3 separate regions of the Mus musculus genome follow, and regions 2 and 3 are each linked to region 1. A link is a contact called in public promoter capture Hi-C data. All regions are on one chromosome and are shown on one strand. The core of a region is the stretch at or near the end of the contact, and the rest is flanking DNA. Distances in the headings are between cores, read along the strand shown.

Region 1 (3,547 bases), core at 231-2,730:
GGCATACTTTCTCAGCAATCTCCCTCTTTTTGAGACCAGTTAGAACTTGTTTTGCCACTAGGATCTTTGGTAGTAATTATGGGAGGTGAGTTCATGATCTGGCTTACAAATTTAATCCACTGCCAGAAATACTAGTATACATATCTTCAAAAACGAATTATTTTATCCTTTCTCAACTCCACCCATCATTTCCTTTGTCCTCTTATATAAAGGCACAATGTGAATCTTTAGTGAATAGAATGAGTAATGCTATGTTCTTACTGGAACAATACAAACCGCACATAACCATATAATTGAGATTTTAGACTAAGAGCAGATTATTAAACAGTTTTGATACTTTTTTTGTTGTTGTTTTGCTTTTAGGTTTTACTATGGTGAACAAATGAGAAAACATACACACACTTAAGCCAGAAAAGGATATTTAGCAAACCTACACAAAATAGAGGTGGCTAATAACACTTTATGAAAGACACAGAACTAAATGACCACATTTTCAGAGTAATTCCATATTCCAGAAACACTGAAACTTAAATGTCACAGCATCTAGGGGACGACAGAGAGAGAGAGAGAGAGAGAGAGAGAGAGAGAGAGAGAGAGAGAGAGAGGAATCTCCACTCCACGTGCCCTGCTGCAGACACATAAGCTCCGTCTACGACGTCTGTGGTAGGCTGTCACCGAGCGGGGCCAAAGCGAAGTCAGAGGGAGCATTGACTGCAGGTCACAGCTGGGGCGGCACAGGGTAACCTATCTCTGCCCGAGAGGGGACTCTCGTCACAGCGGCCACCGTTCTGCCACCCATGCCGCTTCCTTAAGCCACCTCTAGGTTCTCCGGTGCCTTCAGAGGAGGTGAGCCCACCTCGCTGCCGCACCTGGTCCGGAGTGGCTCCATCGCGGGCAGAGCCGGCCGGCCTGAGGCGGCGGAAAACTGACGAGGCTGCCGGCTCGGCGGGGGATTGCTTCTGTCTGGGGCCCGCCGAGGCTGCGTTCGTGCCTCGCGCGCACCCGCACCGCGTCCGCCCAGCCAATCCCGCGCTACTCGCGCGCCCAGGAACGTTCCTTGGGTCCCACTCTAGGCTGGGCCGGCTCCTTCCCGCTCCCGGCACTCCGCAGCCAAGCTCGCACTCCTCCCCTCACTCTCCACGAGTTGCACGCCTCGGGGTGTAGCTCCGCCCCTGTCCCCGAGTCCGCCCCCGCAACCTCCAGAGCGTGTGCTCCCTTTTCCCCCTCTCAGTCTCTTGCCATCCAGGCGTCTTGGGTCTCACTCCGCAGAGCCTCTGGGTCTCGCCGGCCTTGCCCCGCCGCCTCCGCGCTCTGTCTTCCGCGAGGCCGCCGCTACTCCCACCCCGGGATCGCTTCCTCCCGGCCGGACTCGGGGTCGCGCGGCCCGACTCCGCCCCCTCCGCGGACCCGCGCGCTCCTGGCGCGGCCTCTCCCCCCCACCCCACGCAGGCCACCGGGCGCTCGGCCCCCTCCTTCCCGCTCGCCTCGCGCTCCCCGGGCGCCCTCGCTCTCGCGCTCTCCAAGGCAAGCGCGCTCCCGGCCGGCGCGCTCCGGGCTCCGGCTTCTCCTGGCTCCTGTCAGTGCGGTGACTGCGCTGGGAAACATGGCGACCGAGGGAATGATCCTCACCAACCACGACCATCAAATCCGTGTCGGAGTCCTCACAGGTAACGGGGGGAGGAGGTCCGGGGGAGCCGCAACGGCTACTATCCGCGACTTGCTGGAGGTTTCTCGCCCGCGGTGGTGCTTCCCTGCGGCCTCGGGAAGAGGGCAGGCTGAGGAGGGGGACCGGGGGGTGTATTTTACAACCGCTGAGAGCTGCTGAGGATTCGGGTGTTCCCGTGTGCTCCCCGGGGGAGCTGGGGCAGGCACGGTGGGGTGTCAGGCCCCGGAGCCCTAGCAGCCAAAGTCTCTGGCCCCCGGGGACCGAGGGGCCGGTGCGGCGGGCGCTGCGGGGCTCCGCGCTGCCGGTGCGGGCGGCGGGATTCCTGCTCCGCAGTCTGAAGCACGCTGCTCGGGGTTGGCCGGGCGCCTCCTCCACTAAAGCTCTTCCGAGAGGGGGGAATCCCATCTCCACCCCCTTTTCTCCCCTCCCCCCCCACCCGGCGGCCCCATGGCACCTGCCTGACAGGACTCGGGGTTCGGCAGGCGAACTCTGCTCCGCCTCTGCTGCCCCTTCGCCGGCCGGCTGTCCCCTCTGCAGACGACGGGACACTCCTCACCTCCCCCGGGAGCCGGGTGCTAGGCTCTAGTCCGGACCCCGGAAAGTGCCTTCCTTCTGCCTTTCCTAGCACAGGGCCCTCCCTCTCTGTCTGCCTCTTCTCCTCCGCGAGGACCGGCTGCTTCCCGTGGCCGGGAGAGCCAGCCTTTTTTTTTTTTTTTTTTCCCTTGAGAAGGAAGGATTTCCCTCTGTCGGGTTCTTTTCTCCCCCTCCCTTTTGGGACACCCCCCCCCTCCCATTCTCACTCCCCGGTGGATGGTCCTGAGGCTGGTGAGGAGCGCACTTTTCCCGGGTCGCGTTTCCCTCCCTCGCGGAAGTCGTGTGTGCTCTGCATGTCTGATTCCGTTGCGTTGTATTTGGGTGATATCCCTGAGTTTGGAGATAGACAGTTGCTGCAGGGCACGACTTCCAAGATGAATTGCAAACCTATTTGTAGGGGTTTCGGCTGAGGTTCTGTAGTTGGCATGGTTCAAGTGTAATTGAACGGAGAAGCGGGGGTTAAAGAATTTATATTTGGAGTCTGAGGCTTACTGTGGAGTAAAGGAAATCCAAGACTTAGTGATGTGGTTTCAGAAAAAGAAGCTATGTAGAAGGGAATCCTAGTGTCTTCCCTATTTCATTTAAATTTTTTTTCTTGTAGAATTCTGACAGGTTGAGATGATGCCCGGGAAGGAACTAAATTGAATGAAACTTGCTTTCATTATAAAGTAGAAACAAATCTTTGATTCTGCCAGTAGATACCGACTACAGTGTTTAATTTAGCTGCTGACTTTTATGAAAAGAGGATACCCCTGCTTTTGTTTCCCATTTTTAGTAACTGGGCTTCCTTTCCATGATGCATATTTGCAGATGTTAGTAGCATTTTATTGAATTTTTCCGAATCAACGCCTCTGGAGTAAAGAAACTGATCTAAATCAGTTGCAGGGAAGGACACCCCCCCCCAATCAGAATATGCAGATGGAGTGCATCTTTCCCTGCAGCAACTGTTTCCTTGTATGAAAACTCAGTTGTAGCTTACAATTCCTAGATTTGATCGTGTTGATTTTTTAAAAGAATCTGACAGTGTGGTGTAAGTGTTCACACCCTTTACCACCGTTAACTTTTAATTTTGGCCATGTTTTTTGAAAATTAATAGATAAGTGAAAGTGAAATTTTATAGAAACAAAAATATGTCAGCTGTCTGTAGAAATCGAAAGGCCCTAGATGTTTAAAATTTAAGCTGAATGGTTTGTTTTTGAAGAGCATGCTTTGTTGACTCTTACCCTGTATTTTTACTTAGTTAATTATTTTATTTTGGTCAATTGACAGCAATAGGTGTTTCACACA
Region 2 (3,509 bases), core at 858-3,357, 2.2 Mb after region 1:
AAGCGTTCTTTCTCTCCATTTTTGCACTTGAATTTTGTTAGGTAAAATTCTACACCATGGTGTGTGGGAGAAAAGCTTTTTAATGTAGGGCCTGCCTTGAAGTAGTATATCAGGTTTCTTGGGGTCAGGGGGTGTCATCTAGGGTCCAAACTTTAAGCAAGGGGAAAATAATCTGGTGTGAAAAGATGGGGTCAGTTCTAGAGAAATCTCCGGTCTATCATGAAATAATCACAGACCTCTTATCTCTGCTACCCACAAACTGGACCATACTCATGGTGGCACTTCCGCCTGATACTTGCGAAGACAGATGCTTTGCCATAACCGCCGAAGTTTCTGGAAAGCTGCCCACTGACGCAAATTAGAAAGCCATTCAGGTATCCACCTGGATGAAGTTAAGCGCCACGTCCAGGGCTGCCCCCCCCCCCCCCCCCGCCCAACCCTCCCAGTATAGGAAAAAGGGTCGAGGAAGGAGGCGAGCGGGAACGCCCGATCTGGTCTAGGCCCTTCACAGCGCAGCCGGGTTTCAGGGAGCCGCCCCTTCTCGGGCAAGAGCCCAGCCCCACCCGCCCACACCCGGGGCCGCGACCCCAGGGGAGGAGCGGGGGCAGCCAGCGACCCTGCCGCGGCGTACGCAGGCGCCGCCGCTGCCACCGTCGCCGCCGCCGCTCGGGTCCGGCCTCCCCCCCCGGAGCAATAGGCTATCGATTCAGCTGCCTGTCGCTAGGAGCCCCGAGAGAGCAAGGCCTACACCGCCCGGCCGGAGCCCCGGCCTCGATTGCACCACTTTCCCCCACCCCAGCGGGGAGACCCTGGAGGCAAGTAGGCCCAGCTGAACCGGGTGGGGGAGGAGGCGAGCAGCCCTGCAACAGGAGCCGCGCGGGTGAAGGGGGTCCTGGAGCCCGCCTCCCGCCAGTAGGTCTCCCGGGGGGTCCTCCTGAAGCCCTGCCTCCCGAACAGCGCATCCAAGTTCAGGCTGGTTGGTGTCCCTAGGTCGCTAGAGCCCTCGCCACTCTCGGAACCATAATAAAAACAAGACGCTGAAGAGGCTACCACTGCGTGCTGGGAGATGGGATTGGGCCCTGAGAGAGCCAGGGGGAGGGGACGCCTCTCTGCTACCCGTCACCACCCGCCCGACCCCGCTGGCCCCACGGTGTCCGGCTCTGTCACCGCCGGCCTCCGGCTCCGAGGCCCCTTTTCTCCATGACACCGAGGACTGGGGCTCGAGCTTCGCCTGGCCTTTGGCGAGCCTTGGTCTCCCCCCCCCCCCCGGCCAGCCCTCCCCCCAGTGCCCCCCGCACCTTTTAAACTACGCAGAGGAAGAGTTTGCCAACCAACTTAGTCAAACCGTAACCTCGTCCCCCTCCCCGACCCACACTGGTGGGGCAGGCATCTGGAGGGACCACTTTGCACTTGGGATAAAGCACATTAAAGACCTGTCAACCATTTTAGGTCTTTTTTTATATATATAGAAGACATCCTCCTCTCCTTCCCCTTCTTCCTTCCCTCCCCCCTCCCTTCCTCCCTCCCCCTGCAATGGTATTAATTTCACACCAAATCTTCCCACCGCTGGAGAGGGGTTGAGAAGGGCGGGGGTGGGGACGCAGGGCAGCAGGAGGGTGGCGGGGAAGGGGAAGGGGCAGCTGGAAGGGGAGCGGGAGGCGCGGGGAGGGGAAGGAAGGGGGTTGATTTACCTGAGACCAGCCACTGGCCTCCATTGTTGGAGAATTCAATGGCATTGACACAGCCGAAGTGGCCGAGAAGGTCCTTCTTGTAGAGGTTTCTGCAGCCCCGCAGGCGTCTCCTCTGAAAGTCCTGAGTGAGCAGGGGGTCCCCATGCAAGCCCCGCTGGGACAAGAAGCCCACCACTGACCTCATGCTGCCCCCCAGGCCAGCTCTCCTCTTCATGCTGGAACCGCCGCCGCCACCGCCGCTGCAGCTCGCGCCGCCGCCCCTCCCTCGGCCGCACGCCGGGCCGCCGCTCCCCTCCCGTCCCGTCCCTCCCCGCGCGCAGCGAGCCGGAGGCTTCTTTAACCAGCCATGGCAGACGGAGCGAGGTGTGCAGACGGTCGGTCGGCGGCGTTCGCGGCTTCCTCACGGTCGCGTCCCTCCCTCCCCTTCCCCCCTAGGCTCCGCCTCCCTGCCGCCTCCAGCAGCTGATCCCCAGCTGCGGTCGCGCTTCCGCGGTGCGGGGCTCTTCCGCCGGCCGCCGGGCCGGAGAACGCGGGCGCCAGCTGCCCCTCCCCCGCGGACGGCTGCCCGGAGATGGCGGGCGGCGGCTTGCAGCGGCCGCTGACCGCGCCGAACCACGGTTGGCTCAGGATGGCGGCGACGGGGCACCCCCGGCACGCCGCACTCTGAAGTTGGACACGCGTAACAATCAGAGTGGCAGCCGGCCTGCGGGCTCACCCTCCTTCCCTGGAGGGACAGCGGCTCGCCCAGCGCTGCTCGCTGCCTCCTGGGGCGCCCAGTTCCCTGTTCAAGTGAGGGAACCCACGATTGGACTGGACGTCTGGAAGGAGGTTGTCTGTGGGGTTTTATCGGTGCACCTGCCCTTTCCAAAAATGTTGATACACCCTTCTATTCTCCAATTCAGTTTTCTAATTGACACTCACCACCACCCCCACCACCACCCCCAGCCTATCGGTTTAAAAAAAAAGGCAGAATTATTCAAGCTGATAGGACACTTGGGTTTAGGGGGTTGCGGAGAGGTGAAAAGAGAATTGAGCTGATATAGTAGCCATATAGTAGAGCGTATGCTTTTTGCATTCTTCAAGTTCTGGGTTCAATCTCTAGCACTAACAATCCCCACCCCCCACTCCCAAAAGAAAGTGAGAAGAAAATTGCCAAAATCAAATTGAGAAGGTCCTCTGTCCATTGGTTCCAGATGCATTTGCAAGCCACAAGAAACATTATGAAACGTAGCAGTATCTTATTTCATTGGTAGGGGTGAGGCCAAAGGTCTTGAGAATGGAGGCCTGGAGATGCACAGCTGTTAACCAGCAGCCACAGTATAGTCCAGAAGTAGCTGCCTTTCAATAGTGCAGGAGTCCTCAGTTGAGTTGACCTCAGTGAGGAAACTGGGTAAGTGCACTGGAATTTTACCAGGTAAAGTTGAAAGTCCCCTTTTCAATGGAGTGCTTTTCCAGGAAACTATCCTCTATCATTAGTGGTAATTAACTAACCTGAAATAGGCAGGTGTCAGGTTTGCCCTTTCAGTTTAACACGAATTACAATCTCAGGACCAGAGATGGCACAGGAGTGGTTAAATACAACCATAGGTGAAAGATGAACTAAAGAAATTCTTAAGATAAAGATGGGGAATGAGGAAGAGGTTCACCTGTCAAGCAAAATTATTTTTTTGCAAGTAGTTAATTCAAAAGTTCATATAACAACATTCTAAATTTATTAGAAGGTCACCAAACCCAAAAATGAGAATTCAAATGGAATATTATCCCTTAAATAAGAAAATGAGGGGCTGGTGAGATGGCTCAGCAGGTAAGAGCACCCGA
Region 3 (3,412 bases), core at 303-2,802, 2.2 Mb after region 1:
TTTATATAAAGTGTTGGGATTATAGGCATGTACCACTTACTTTGTATAAAGTCTTAGAGTTTCTTGTCTCCTTGTCATCTTCACCTCAATCCCTTAGTGATTTCCTCCAAAACAAAGAGAATTCATATTTAACCTGTGGGTTGTTCAGTGACTTATCCCTTTGTGTGATGTGTGAGAATAGCACCATGTCTGAGAGGATTTTATAGAGTTCTAAAATTATTATGGGCATTTCCCTCAAATTTCTGTATCTTCAAAAGATGTCCTCTCACTTCTCACATTGTATGTGTGTGTGCTCAAGTGCTACTGTGGATGTTTCCAACCAGCCTCTAAGCTTCTTGAGTGGACAGAAAAAGATGAAAATTTATAAACAAAACAAAACTCCTTCCTTTTTGAGATAGCGTTTCGTGTAACCCAGGCTTACCTCAAATTTATCATTGTAGCCTGAGGTCTAGATCCCCACCACTGCATAAACGGGGTGTGGTGGCCCAAGCCTGCCTGTAATCCTAACACTTGGGAGATGGAAGCTGGAAGATCAGGAATCTAAGGTCACCTTTGCTCACATTTTGAGAGTTGAGAGCCAGATTGTGCTACACAACACCCTGCTTTAACCCCCTTAAAAAAAAAATCAATCCTGAATGAATGGTTTCATATATAGACAATATTGTGGTTGTTATGAGGATATAGGGACCAGGAGAGATGACAACAGTAAAGAGCACTGGTTGCTCTTCTGGAGGACCCAGGTTCAATTAACAGCCCCCACACAATAGCTCAACACTTTCTATAATTTTTTTTCCTTTTCTTTTCTTTCTTTCTTTTTTTTTTTTTTGGTTTTTTGAGACAGGGTTTCTCTGTGTAGCTCTGGCTGTTCTGGAACTCACTCTGTAGACCAGGCTGGCCTCGAACTCAGAAATCCACGCCGGCTCTATAAATCTTTTCCAGGGGCTCAACGCCCTCTTCTGGCATCTTCAGACATGTACGAGAGGGGAGAGGGAGAGAGGGAGAGGGAGGGAGAGAGAGGGAGATGGGGAGAGGGGAGAGAGAGAGAGAGAGAGAGAGAGAGAGAGAGAGAGAGAGAGAGAGGGAGAGAGAGAGAGAGAGAGAGAGAGAGAGAGAGAGAGAGAGAGAGAGAGAGAGAGAGAGAGAGAGAGAGAGATTAATGGCTATAATATATAACGCGAATGAAGAGCACATTCTGTAAACAGTTTCCTTATTTTCCCGCTCGAATATAAGAAAATTAATGGGGGTGGGTGGGTATGGGGGACTTTTGGTATAGCATTGGAAATGTAAATGAGCTAAATACCTAATAAAAAAATGGAAAAAAAATAAGAAAATTAATGTAGTGGAGAAACGCTACCCTGGGTAAAAGAGAAAAAATGTCCTGTGTTGCATTTGTGAGCGAAAGTTCAATAGGCTTCTTCCTTCAAAGCCAAAACCAAAAGACGAAGCGGCATCTCAGAAAACACCACTTTTCTGAAGACATTAAGTCTTCGCAATTATAACCCTCCTTCCCCATCCTTTAACCGAGAACCTGGGGAGGAAATGCTGCCCTAGCGGCTTCCGTACAAAATGGCGCGGCCCATAGGCACACACCACGGGGGTTGTATCCTCCTGGCCAGCCACTGGGCCGGAAGTGGCTACGGCTTTTATGCATCCGGGTGGGTGCGCCCAGACCGCCGCGGGGGTTCCAGCTTGTCAGCGTGGGGTGCCGCAGGTGTTCGGTCGAGGCTGGAGGCCGCAGGTAAGGGAAGCTCGGGTTGGCAAAGTCCTCTCTGGGGTTGTGTGGCAGGCAGAGGGGTTTCCAGCGCGGCTCGAGAGGGTGGTGATGCTGAAGGGACCACTTTGCGCGTGGGCGACTGTTGGGCTGCAGAGGTGCCCAGGCGTTGTTGGCACTGCCCCTCTCCCCGCCCTGAGGCGCGGCCTCTTGGCCCCTCACTCTCGGTGTGGGCGGTTGAGCCCTCAGGTTCGGGGAGGACTCGTCCCGCCATTGGTCCCCAAGCCTTCCCGGGCCGCCCCTTTCCATCCGCCCGTCTCCTCGTCAGGAGCATCCACCAACCCTTCAAGGCTTTCTGACCTCGTCAGTTAAAAAGCAGCCCCCGCCGGGGTTCCTCCGGGCTTCGGGGGACCCGCCCCACCCGGGACCTGCGGGGCCACATCGCTCGCCGCCCGTCGATTTGCTGGGCACCACCTCTGGCTTTGGCTTTTCACCTTTGGCTTTGGCTTTTTTTTTTTGGCGGGGCAGATCAAACTAGAACTTTAAATCTTATTTATTAAAAATGGACAGCTGTTCACCAAAATTCAGACAACTCAAGTATTTATAAGCTTTGGTACACGATTGGACGCAAATTCCCTTATGTAACCATTCCTTAGAAACACAGAACTGTTTTGTTTTTAGTAACTTTTTTTTCTTTTTTTCTTTTTTTTTTTTTCTTTTTTAAAGAACTGGAGTAGTGGGGAGGGGGAGGGTCTCTCGCTATGTAGCCCTTTCTGGCCTGGAACTCAGGGATCTGTTGGCCTCTGCCAAGTGCTGGGATTAAGTCAAGATTTATTTTTGTTTATGTGTGTGCGTTATTTGGAGCCGGAGTTGCAGCCGCCTGTGAGCTGCCTGGTGGGAGGGAGTGTGCTAGGAGCTGAATTTGCGTCCTCTGGAAAAGTAGCTGGTGCTGTTGAATTATTTTGTTGAAAATACATCTTTTTCTCTTCACATAATATATTCCGACTGTGGTATCCACTTCCTCCACCCCTTCCAGTTCCTCCCCACCTCCCTTCCCATCCGAATCCACTCCCTTTCTGTCTCAATTAGAAAACAAACAGGCTTCTAAGGGGTTATAATAAAATCGAACAAAATAAAATATAAGCTAAATAAAACCATCAAATCAAAATTGGACAAGACAAACAGCAAAGACACCAAGAGAAGACATACGAGTCAGAGACCTGCTTGTTTGAATCCTCAGGGATCCCATAAAAACACTAAACTGGAAGCTGTAACTTAGTGGAGGACCTGTTGAACTCCTGCGTGGGCCCTGGGCATGAAGCCCCAGCCTCTCATGAGTTCCTATGAGCTTTGTTGAGTTCATGTAGAGGGTCTTGTTTTTTAGTGTCCTTCATCCCCTGTGGCTCTTACACTCTTTCCACCTCCTCTTTGGGGTGTGGGGTCCCTAAGCCCTGAGGGGAAGGGTTTGATGGGAGGCACCACATTTAGAGCTGAGTGTTCGAGGTTTGTCACTGTCTTAGTTAGGGTTTTACTGCTGTGAACAGACACCATGACCAAGGCAAGTCTTATAAAAACAACATTTGATTGGGGCTGGCTTACAGGTTCAGAGGTTAAGTCCATTATCATCAAGGTAGGAGCATGGCAGTATCCAGGCAGGCATGGTGCAGGCAGAGCTTAGAGTTCTATGTCTTCATCCAAAGG

Evidence for each region. Promoter capture Hi-C pulls out the DNA fragments that hold promoters and counts their contacts.
Region 2: a contact with region 1 is called in a promoter capture Hi-C map of pre-B cells, with 10 times the contacts expected there. The contact joins the promoter of Dcaf5 here to the promoter of Gphn in region 1.
Region 3: a contact with region 1 is called in a promoter capture Hi-C map of pre-B cells, with 4 times the contacts expected there. The contact joins the promoter of Exd2 here to the promoter of Gphn in region 1.

What each region holds. Positions count from the first base shown.
Region 1 is chr12:78,225,175-78,228,721 of GRCm38.p6, forward strand. Gphn (gephyrin) reads left to right here and starts at 1,481. Exons shown (of 23, transcript NM_145965.2): 1 at 1,481-1,667. The coding sequence starts at 1,604.
Region 2 is chr12:80,434,494-80,438,002 of GRCm38.p6, forward strand. Dcaf5 (DDB1 and CUL4 associated factor 5) reads right to left here and starts at 2,108. Exons shown (of 9, transcript NM_177267.5): 1 at 1,692-2,108. The coding sequence starts at 1,905.
Region 3 is chr12:80,461,543-80,464,954 of GRCm38.p6, forward strand. Exd2 (exonuclease 3'-5' domain containing 2) reads left to right here and starts at 1,553. Exons shown (of 9, transcript NM_133798.3): 1 at 1,553-1,738.